Linked DNA regions of Sus scrofa: region 1 is linked to region 2. Evidence: chromatin contacts called from public promoter capture Hi-C data. All regions are on one chromosome and are shown on one strand. Each heading gives the region's core, a stretch centred on a gene start, on an enhancer-like site or on the middle of the called end of the contact. The rest is flanking DNA. Distances are from core to core; before and after follow the strand shown.

Evidence for each region. Promoter capture Hi-C pulls out the DNA fragments that hold promoters and counts their contacts.
Region 1: a promoter capture Hi-C map of liver shows a contact between it and region 2, with 4 times the contacts expected there. The contact joins the promoter of ASS1 here to the promoter of TOR1A in region 2. A contact is called at or near these places in 1 of 5 promoter capture datasets (liver) and 2 of 47 Hi-C or Micro-C datasets (both in liver).

Annotation. Positions count from the first base shown.
Region 1 is chr1:270,529,447-270,534,691 of Sscrofa11.1, reverse strand. It overlaps ASS1 (argininosuccinate synthase), which reads right to left and starts at 3,258. Exons shown (of 15, transcript XM_003353686.4): 1 at 3,069-3,258.
Region 2 is chr1:269,983,362-269,988,437 of Sscrofa11.1, reverse strand. TOR1A (torsin family 1 member A) reads left to right here and starts at 2,960. Exons shown (of 5, transcript NM_001105298.1): 1 at 2,960-3,140; 2 at 3,780-4,045. The coding sequence starts at 2,960. C1H9orf78 reads left to right here. Exons shown (of 9, transcript XM_003122220.4): 9 at 1,383-2,052. The coding sequence ends at 1,474.

The DNA of each region.
Region 1 (5,245 bases), core at 2,009-4,508, 550 kb before region 2:
TGAGGGACACCTGGGAAGGGAAGAGGGGGGCCGCAAGCCAAGATGCTTGCCAGCCTGGCCTTAGTTGGCAAGGCGGGGGGCATTCCCCAGGGCCCTGGCCAGAGCCATTCAGCCAGCTCCTGGTGAACGTGCTGGGCCAGCCTGGGCAATTGCTCAGCGCTAAGAAAATCCACACGGCTCTAAAATGTCAAAGCCAGAGGGATGACAAGAGCAGTTACTATGTTTAGTGCCACACGTGCGTCATTTCAAGGTGGGGACTATTATTACCACCTGTTTACAGATGATGAGCCCGAGGCTCAGAAAAGTTTTGTGCCTTGCCCTGGTCTCGAGCCTCTCGGGCGGCTGTGCGGGAGTGGAACCCAGGCTGACTACAGACCACCCCCTCGTTACTGCTCTCTGTCCTCTGCTCATTGGCCTCCAGGGGACCAAAGCCTGTCCCTCCCTCACTTGCATTGTCTGCCAGAAGACCAAAGCCCCCAGTGAATCATCACCCGTCTGTATTCTATTTCTCTGTCTGCCATGGCTACGGCCACGTGAAGGTCCCTCTGGAACCCCTCCCTCACATTCTAACTCAGTGCGGCTGAGATCATTATCACTTTTTAAAACTCTGTCTCCACCCAGCCGTAGAATTCTCCCTGACTTAGGGTTTGCTCATTTTAGAGGGCATCTCTTACCCCTTTGCTGCCCTCATGGGCTTCTGGGAGACCTAGGCTGCAATTCCACACTTTGACCAGGAGGGGGTGCTGGCAGGATTCAGCCTGATCATTAGTTTGAACGCATCCACTCATGTCATCTGCGCCCTTGGTGAGGCCCAGGGGAAGGGTTTTTTTTCCCCAACTGACAGATGAGGGAGCTGAGGGCAGTAGGGTTGCCGGAGGCTATGCACAGAGCTGGATTTTGGTGGTAAATTCTGGGGCCTGAGAATCAAATCAGGAATGCCAGGTTCTCTAGGAGATACCAGCAATCTTCCTTCTCCAGGACTGGGGGTCCCTAGGCTTAGGGAGATAGAGTCTCTAGTTTGGATGAGCCTGTCCCGAGGTAGGAGGTAGGAAGACCAAGCAGATCTCACCAGGCCCCGGGGACAGGCACCCGAACCCTCTCCTAGGAGCGTTTGGTTATGGAGGAAAGGACATGCTCATTCATCTGTTTCTTCTGCTATGTTGACTGGCCTAACCCACATCTGGGAGGGCACCTGCCCTACTGGAAGATCAACTTTGCCCCAAGTGTTTCAGCAGAAAGCAAAGCCATAGACCTTGAATTCCAGAGAGCTTATCTCTCTGCACATGGATGCCCATAGGCAAGGCACTCACCTCGGGAGCTGCATGCTCAGCACACTGATCAAGACATCTGACTGTCTGGCTTGCCTCCCAAGACCCACGGGGCAAAGATGAGATGGGGGCACAGAAAGTGCTTGCACAGCAGGTGAGTCTGCACCTGCCCCCATCCCACCCCCATGAGTCAGGCTCCGGTGGGGGGGGCCCTGGACCAGGGAAAATGTTTACCATTGGAGCCAAGTGACCACACAAGCCCAGGTGGGTAGGCAGCTGATGGGGGCACATGTGGGTACTCCGGGGAGCTCAGACTGTGCTCAGCGGGGGCCTCCCTCCTCCACCCTAAGCCACGCGTGGCCTGGGGTCTAGGTGCTCAGCGGGCAGGATTCTCCACTCACTCCTGAGCACTCAGCTCTGCCAGAATTACTTCTCAGCCTAACGCACAGGTGGCTCCACCTGGGACAGGTCCCCCTGCCCTGGCCGTGAGAAGGATGGAAGGGGGGAGTTAGAACGGACTCCCCTCCAGTTCCCATCCATCATCAAACTCCCCATCCCTTTTGCAGCTGTTTCTGCCTCTACCACCTCCCTCCCCCACCAGAACCCTGTCTCCTGCTCCCAGCCCCCAGCATGGCACCCCCAGATGGGCCATTCCCACAGTGGATGAATGGGCACCGTTCTCAACAGCATACAGCCTCTTCCTGCTTCCTGAGCCTGTGCCAGCCATGACGAATAGAGAAACCAAAGCTTGGAAAACGCGGAGGCTGACCCAAAGCCTCACCCAGTTGTGGAGTTACGTCTGCCTTCAGGGCTGGGGTCCGCTGGCATCCAGAATCTGCCCTCTCCTGTCACCCGTCTGGGCGTGGAGGGGCGGGATCAAAGCCTAGGGCCCATTTGATCCCTGGGGAAAGGACAGGTTTGTTCCTGCCTGAGATGTGCAGCCAGACGGGCGCTGCGCCGGAGGAGACGCCCCCACTTCGCAGAGGTGGCCAGGTCACGGGAGGCCTCAGGAAGCGCCCAGGCGGGACAGGAGAGCAGTTTCCTCCGTCTCACAAAGACTCTGCCTCCCGGGAGGGCGCAGCGCCCCAGGGGCCAAAGGCAACAGCAACCAAGGCGACTGACATTTCCTGCAGAGCGGTCCCTCCCACGGCCCAAGGCCAGCAGGAAACCCGGCACCGCGGCCGAGCGAGGCCACCGACCCCACCGGCCAAAGAACGCAAATCCCTTTCCGAAGGCAAAGCCGGGCGACTGACGCCCCCTGCAGGAGAGGGAGCTCAGCCACCCCCAAGGCACCCGGGCGGGCCGCGGGGAGCCCGGAGCCCATCTAACTTGGGGAAACTGAGCTGGGCTGTGGGAGGGGCCCAGATGTTCAAGCCCCGGGGGCGAGGAGCAGAGGGTGAGGTTGGAACTCTGGTTTCGAGCAGAGCTAAAGAGAGCCAGAGACAGAAACTGGGGATCAGAGAGGGGGCGAGAGGACCCCCAACCCTCCGGATTCTCAAGGTCTCCATTTTTACAGGATTCGAGGTATAAAGGAAGCCGGATCAGAAAACGAAAATCCGGAAAGGACCTCGGCCTCGAGGCGACTTGCTCCAACGGAGACCCCGGGGCTCTTCAAGTCCCGGCTCCAGTTGCCACGGCCCAGGAATCCGGCCGCCAGGTGTTTGAGCAACAGGAGTCGGGCATCGGCCCCCTTCCCTCCAGCCGAGATCCCAGCCCCGGGCGCGCGGTCCCCTCCGCCTCCTCCGGTGAGACCCGGGCAGAGGGCGACCGAGGCTGGGGAGTGCGAAGGGGACTCCTTACCGGGAGGTAGGCGGCAGAGGCAGGCGGCGGACCAGGGCTGGTTGCGGCGCTCATCCGGTTATATGCCCGGCGCCGGGGGCAGGGCCGAGGGCAGGGGACAAGTGGGGGGACGCGCGCGACAGGCCCCGCCCCCGGGCCCGGCCCCCTCGAGGAGCAGCTCCGCGAACGTCGCCACCTGCGGGTGGGCGGGGCCTCCCCTCCCCCTTCGCCCCTCCCCTTCCCTCCTTATCCGCCCCGCCCCTCCCCACCCCTGCCTCCCCTCCCCCACCCTGGTCTTCACACCCTTCGGACTGCCCAGAAGCTGGCCGCCGGCGGCCGGGGTTTCCCTCGCCCTGGCCGGAGGGCCTCCCCACCCCGGACCGCGGGCTGGAGGCTCCCCTGCGCGCACCCGTGGTTGGAACCCGCGCCCCTGGCAGGGTGACAGCCCTCCTGCTGGAGACTTGCCGCCTGCCCGTAGGGGACGCTCAAGGGCTTCGTGGAGGGAGCAGGGCTAAAAGTCCCTAAGGCCCCCGAGTTTCATGCCCGTCTTTGGTGGCCTTTCTGCAGACCTCAAAGACCCTCCCTTGCCCCTACTCGAGGGGGCCCATTATACTCCGAAGAAGCCGAGGTGGAGGTACCCCTAGAAGGTTCGGGGTTTCGTCCCTCCTCCGTCCAGGGCTGCTTCATGGCTGTCTCCTCGGAGCCTGGCACCTGACCCAACTCCCGAGGGCACCCAGTAAATGGTGCATAGAGGGAGTTCCCCTTGTGGTGCAGTGGAAAAGAATCCGACTAGTATCAGTGAGGATGCAGGTTCGATCCTTGGTTTGGCTCAGTGGGTTGGGTTCCAGGGTTGCCCTGAGCTGTGGGGTAGGTCGCAGAGTAGGCCACAGCTGCAGCTCCCATTGGACCCCTAGTCTGGGAACTTCCATATGCCGCTGGTGTGGCCCCAAAAAGACACACACACACACACACACACACACACACACACACAAATAGTGCATAGACGACTGGCCAAGTGCTGCCTCATTAAGCAGCAGGGAAGCAGAGGTTCACAGAGGGAAGCTTCTTGCTTGCAAAAAGAAGCAGGGAGTCTGGCCTTCAGAAGGTTCTGACAGAAGTTTCTCAGCCTGGTTTAAAGGCCGCAAAGCAGTAAAACAGCAAGCCCCAACCTGTCCAAGGCACAGCTTTGGGTGGGACTGACCCCCCCCCACCCCCACCCCAAGAGGGCAGCTTCCCAAGTCCTCCCAGCCCCCAGCCCTGAATCCCCCTGGAGGTGGGAGCCCCCAGGCAGCCCCTGCCGAGTTAGTCATTCAGCCCCAGGCAGAGGGAGGGGGGGAGAAGAGTGTTGGGGGTGGGGAGGGCATGCGGCAGAGGTGGGGGATAGGGGAGGGATGCGCGGGTATGAGGGTGGGGGGCGGGTGAGACGTGGGGGGTGCGTGGGGGTGGGGGCAGTGTAAGGAATGGTAAGCAGGCAGCCCTGACCCAGGCCTCTTCCTGCAACCAAGAAGCAAGCAGCCAGCGAAAGGGAGCCTCAGCAGCAGAGGCAGCTCACTTTGTCCCTCTCAGCCCCTCCCTAGCCAGTCCCCGTCCCCACCCTCTCACTCAGGCATGCATAGCTTTGAGTCCTTCAGGAGGGCGGAGGCTCCAAACCGACTTACAGATGGAGCCGCAGCTCCCTGCAATTGATGGCGTGTGCATGGACCAGGTGGGGTGGACAAGCTGAAACTGGGAAGGAATCTGTAGTTATCATGGGTCTGGCCGCATCGGGATGAACAAGGGTGCCTCTCATGCTACAAGAGATAGGGCTTCGTGGGGTCACAGGTATGGCTGCTCCAGATGGATATTTTATTGGACGCCTGGGAGGACTTGGCGGTGGAGGCCTAGCCTCAGGCACATGCCCAAGTCTTTTATTTGGAGAAAAGGAGGACCTGGCAGGTTGGGGCACCTCTGAGGGGCGGTATGAAAGTCCTCATTTTAGTGGGAGTGCCGAAAGATCCACCCTGACTCAGAGGTCTGAGCAATGTTTAGAGTTCTCAGGGTACGTTCTTGTTTCTCTTTCATTAAATGCATTTCTAAGTATTTTAAGTTTTCAGATGCTATTGTAAGTAATACGTTAAATGTTATTTTCCAACTGGTTGTTGCGAGTGTATAGAAATACACCTGATTTTTGCCTATTTGCCTTGGGTTCTGCAACCTTG
Region 2 (5,076 bases), core at 1,711-4,210:
CTGTGTAGGTAGACGTACTGCAGTCTAAGCCTCTCCCTCTGCTGGGACACTCAGCTCGTTTCCCATTTTATCCCATTTAAACAGTGCTTGATGGTCGCGCCTGACCAGATCATGTCCTTAAGCTACCTTCAACTCGCCAGGTGATGCTTGGGCAGCCTGATGCTAATTTGTTTGCCCACCAGCAGCATCCAGCAGTGCCCCCTCCCACGTGCTCACTGGCAGCAGGTGGCGCCATCCTTTTCATTGACACGGGCGATCCTGAAGAAATGCTGAAGGTGCTGAGGCTTCGGAAAAGCCCGGCTGTTGCTGTTTCTTCCTTCCTGCTGTGGAAATTATTTTCTGTAACACTTGGTCTGTGCAGCCTTTGATTTCCAAAGTTTCTGTTATTAATATCTAATAAGCAGGGACTCTGCAGTCACCAGACTTGGGTTCAACTCTCAGCCAACCTTCACTTTTTTTTTTTTTTTTTTTTTTTTTTTTTTTTTTTTTTGCTATTTTTGGCCTCCACGCTATGGAGTTCCAGGCTAGGATTGAATCGGAGCTGTAGCCACCGCCTACGCCAGACCCAGCACGCGGATCCGAGCCGCGCTCGACCTACACCACAGCTCATGCAATGCGGATCCTCACCCACTGAGCAAGCAGGATCGAACCCGCAACCTCATGGTCCTATCGATTCATAACCACTGCGCCACGACGAACTCCAACCTTCACCTTTTAAGTGACCTTGAGCAAGTCCCCCAAGCTATCTGAGCAGAGATGGTAACATGCCCTGCTGGGATTGCTGGGAGGGTGAAAGGAAGTCGTGTCTTGGAGGTTCCCTTCATGGCTCAGTGGAAAGAATCTGCCTAGCATCCATGAGGACGCAGGTTCGATCCCTGGCCTCATGCAGTAGGTTAAGGATCTGGTGTAAGTAGGTTAAGGGCTGTGGTGTGGGTCGCAGATGCGGCTCAGATCTAGCGTGGCTGTGGCTGTGGTGTAGGCTGGCAGCTACAGCTCCGATTGGACCCTTAGCCTGGGAACCTCCATATGCTGTGGGTGCAGCCCTAAAATGACAAAAAAAAAAAAAAAAGAGGAAAGAAAGTTGTTTCTAAAAAGATTTAGTGCCATGCCTGGTTCACAGTTGAACTCTCAATGACGAGTAGCTGCTGCGTTCCCCTGGTCTTGACACTGAAATCAGCACGTTTTGGCTAGCGTCTGAATCCGCCTCGTTTATCGTCATGCACTTAATAACGAGCATTTACTCAGGCCCTGCTCTGTTTCTGTTCACTAGGATAGGATTGGGGGCTTCTGCAGGGAGTCAGGTATGGTTGTCCTTGCTATTCAGAGCTGAGCCCAGGGGTGGCATCCAACGTGGCAAACAGTTTTCTTCTTTTCCTTCTCAGGGTCCCCTCCCAACCGCAAGCGTCCTGCTAATGAGAAGGCCACCGATGACTATCACTACGAGAAGTTCAAGAAGATGAACCGGCGGTACTGAGGGAGGCAGAAGGGGAGCAGTGCACAGCGGGGTGTTAAATAGTGTCCTCCACTCCCTCTATCCCCATGATAACAGGCTGCCTGGACAGAAGCCTGTGCACTGATAGCAGACGGTTCCCAAAACAGATGCTGCTAACCCTGTGCCTCACATGCTGGATTTTTCAGGCACCGTGTGTGTAACCTTTTGAAACAAGACAATGCATAGTTTTTCTATTTGGGGGAAAACTCTCTTCTTGTGAGCATTATTAAATCTTGTTTGTAAATATGTTGACTTCCTCCTAATATTTGCCCTGGGTCAGGAGGAAACAGCTGTGAGTTTAGAGTGAGATGATACCCTTTAGATTGTGCTTTCATTACATATGCAATCATGTCTCCTACTTGTAAATATCAGGAACGGGGTTCAGAAATGCATCCGTCCCTCTTTACGGTGGAGCCAGCTGATGGCAGAAAAATCTAGGATGAGATCAAAGGGTCACTGGTATTTTCTGACTTGTACAGTTGTGTTTCTTTTCATTAAGAGAGAAAAAACAATTTCTATCGCTTTAAGCACTTAAGTATTAAATATGAAATGGACCCACATTGTTTATCGCTTGTATTGCGTCTCCTTACACCAGCACTAGGTAATATGTTCAGGCCTGGGGGCTGGGCAGCACAAAAGCAAACTTCAGTTCCTGAGAGGGGTTTTCTCATTTAGTTTAAGAAACAGAGTTCCCATCACGGTTCAGCAGTAACAAAACCAACTAGATCGTGAGGATGCAGGTTCAATCCCTGTCCTTGATCAGTGAGTGGGTTAAGGATCCTGTGTTGCTGTGGCTGTGGTGTAGGCGGCAGCTGCAGCTCCAATTTGACCCCTAGCCTGGGAACTTCCATATGCTTCAGGTGTGGCCCTAAAAAAAGAAAAAAAAAAAGGAGCTAAGGACACATGACAACTAAATATAATGTGGTATCTTGGTGGGACCCTGGATTGGAAATAGGATGTTAAGAGTTCCTGAGGTGGCTCAGTGGTTAATGAACCCGACCAGCATCCGTGAGGACGGAGGTTCTATCCCTGACCTTGTTCAGCAGGTTAAGGATTCTGCGGTGCCCTGAACTGTGGTGTAGGACCGGAGGAACCTCTCTTAGCTGGCGTGGCTATGGTGTAGGTTGGTAGTTACAGCTCCATTTGACCCCTACCCTGGGACCCTCATATGCCGCAGGTGTGGCCCTAAAAAGACCAAAAAAAAATAGGAATAGGACGTTAGGTAGAAACTAAAAAAATCTGAAGAAACTAAGTTTTATTCAAAGAGAAAATATCGGTACCCCCAGTGGCTCGGTGCCCAAAGGTGGAAAGGGCTCTGCCCTTCATAAAGATGGCGGACGCCAGCGTCAGGAGGATGCCCGCCCCTTACAAAGATGGCGGCCCCGGCGGGCGGGACCGGAAGTGCAGTTGGCGGTAGCGCCGATCCGCGGTAGGCGCGAGAACGCGCCGGGCAGCGCCGGTCTGGGCATGAAGCTGGGCCGGGCCGCGCTGGGCCTGCTGCTGCTGGCGCCGTTGGCGGTGCGGGCGGTAGAGCCCATCAGTCTGGGACTGGCCCTGGCCGGCGTCCTCACCGGCTACATCTCCTACCCGCGCCTCTTCTGCTTCTTCACCGAGTGCTGCAGCCAGAAGGGGAGCCTCAGCCGGGAGGGTAGGATGGGGCGGGGGCTGGGGGGCCTGGTGCCAGAGCTGGGGCGAGGGTCGGAGGCGGGGGTCCAGAAGGCCCAGGAGCTCGGGCAGTGCTGAGGCCGGCGGGGCCCGGACCCGGAACTGGGGCGGCTTGAGGTGCGGCACCGGGCCTGGCCCTGGCCACGACCACAGGCTGACCGGACTTTGATCAGGCGAGGCCAGCTGCCGTTTGGGCAGCTTCGCCCAAAACCCGGGCGTGGGGACGGTCGGAAACTTCCTCCAGAGAGGTGTGCTCCTTCCTCGGCGGAGACGCGGCTGGTGGGGATTCCTCCGGCGCGGAGCAGCGGGGACCAAACCGCTGCCCTTTTTCTGCCCGGCATGGGTGGAAGGCGCAGAGCTGGGGCGAGGGGCGCGCGCCCCTGGGCACTGGCCCCAAGGACCTCTTCGGGAAGGAGGGCTCGAGAATGGACAGGACTAGCAGAGGGAGGGCCTCCTGCACCTGCCGGTCACCTGGGCCAAGTGCTTGCCCACACATCCGCGTCTCCCAAGACGCTTGAAGAGCTTAGCTGACTCTGCTGGCTTTACCTGAGCCTGTAAACTGGGCCACACTTTGCCAGATGTGTCTCCCTACTGTCCGCCTGACTCACTTTGTTTTTCCTAGCGCTGCAGAAGGATCTGGACAGCAAGCTTTTCGGACAGCATCTTGCAAAGAAAGTCATCTTAAATGCCGTCTCAGGCTTCATCAGCAACCCGAAGCCCAAGAAGCCGCTCACCCTCTCCCTACACGGGTGGACGGGCACCGGCAAAAATTTTGTCAGCAAGATCATCGCAGAGAATATTTACGAGGGTGGTCTGAACAGTGACTATGTCCACCTGTTTGTGGCCACACTGCACTTCCCCCACATCTCCAACATCACCCTGTACAAGGCAAGGGCCGAATTTTGGAATCCTTCCTGGATGGGGCCGGGTTTGGGGTTTGGTGGCCGATGGGATTTGGAATTCCGGGTTGAAACGAGTGGGCCCTGAAAATGGCAAGCACGTGTCAGTTCCCCCTTTGAAAAGTGTGGCAACCACAGAGGCTTAGAGATGCAGGGAGCAATTAGCAAAGCTTGGGGTGGTTTCCGAAAGCAGGCTCAGTGGGATCGTAGGATTTTAGAGAGACACAATCAAACTCAGTTTCAAGATCTTCAACTCTAACGCATTTTATAAAAGAAGAAATGTTTCTTGGGAAACCTAAATTCAATCACAGTGTTGCAAACTGCTCTTAACAGTTTAACTTCCAGATTAACAGCCTGAGCCTTGGTGGTAGATTCACCTGGATTTGAGCCCTAAGGTTCCCACCTGCCAGCTGTGTGATCTTGGGAAAGTTGCCTGACCTCTCTGAGACTCGGGCTCTTTGTCTGTAAAATGGAAGTTGTGAGAAGTTATTGAACTCTGTCAAGTAGGTAACGTGGGGCCTGGCACATACGTATTCAAAGTTAACTCTTTTGCCTTTTTAAATTTTCACCTGTATGAACACATTTTTCCCTTCGGCCTGGGTCAGCCTCAGGATCACCAGCTGTCCAGGAGTCCCTGGGATGTGGGCCTTTCAGTGCTACAGCTGGGAAAGTTCCAGGCGAATAGAGATGAGTTGGTCATCCTAGTTAGCATTCCATCTTCACTGTTTAATAGCCGTGTGACTTGGAGCAAGTTAGTTAACCTCTCTGTACCTCAGTTGCCTCATCTGTAAAATAGGGGCTGCAGTGGTAACTGATGGGTTTGGGAAGATCACGGGAAAACGCTGGGTGAACAGTGCCTAGTACAGCATCTGGCCTGTAGTGAGTGCTACATGTTCAGTGTTACTGGCTGAGTCAGAGTAGCAGAAATTGGGAAGACCTTGGCTGCTGGAGCCTACTAGACCTGACGGAATCCTTGTGGGGTTTTTTTGGTCTTTTTTTTTTTTTTTTTTTAGGGCCGCA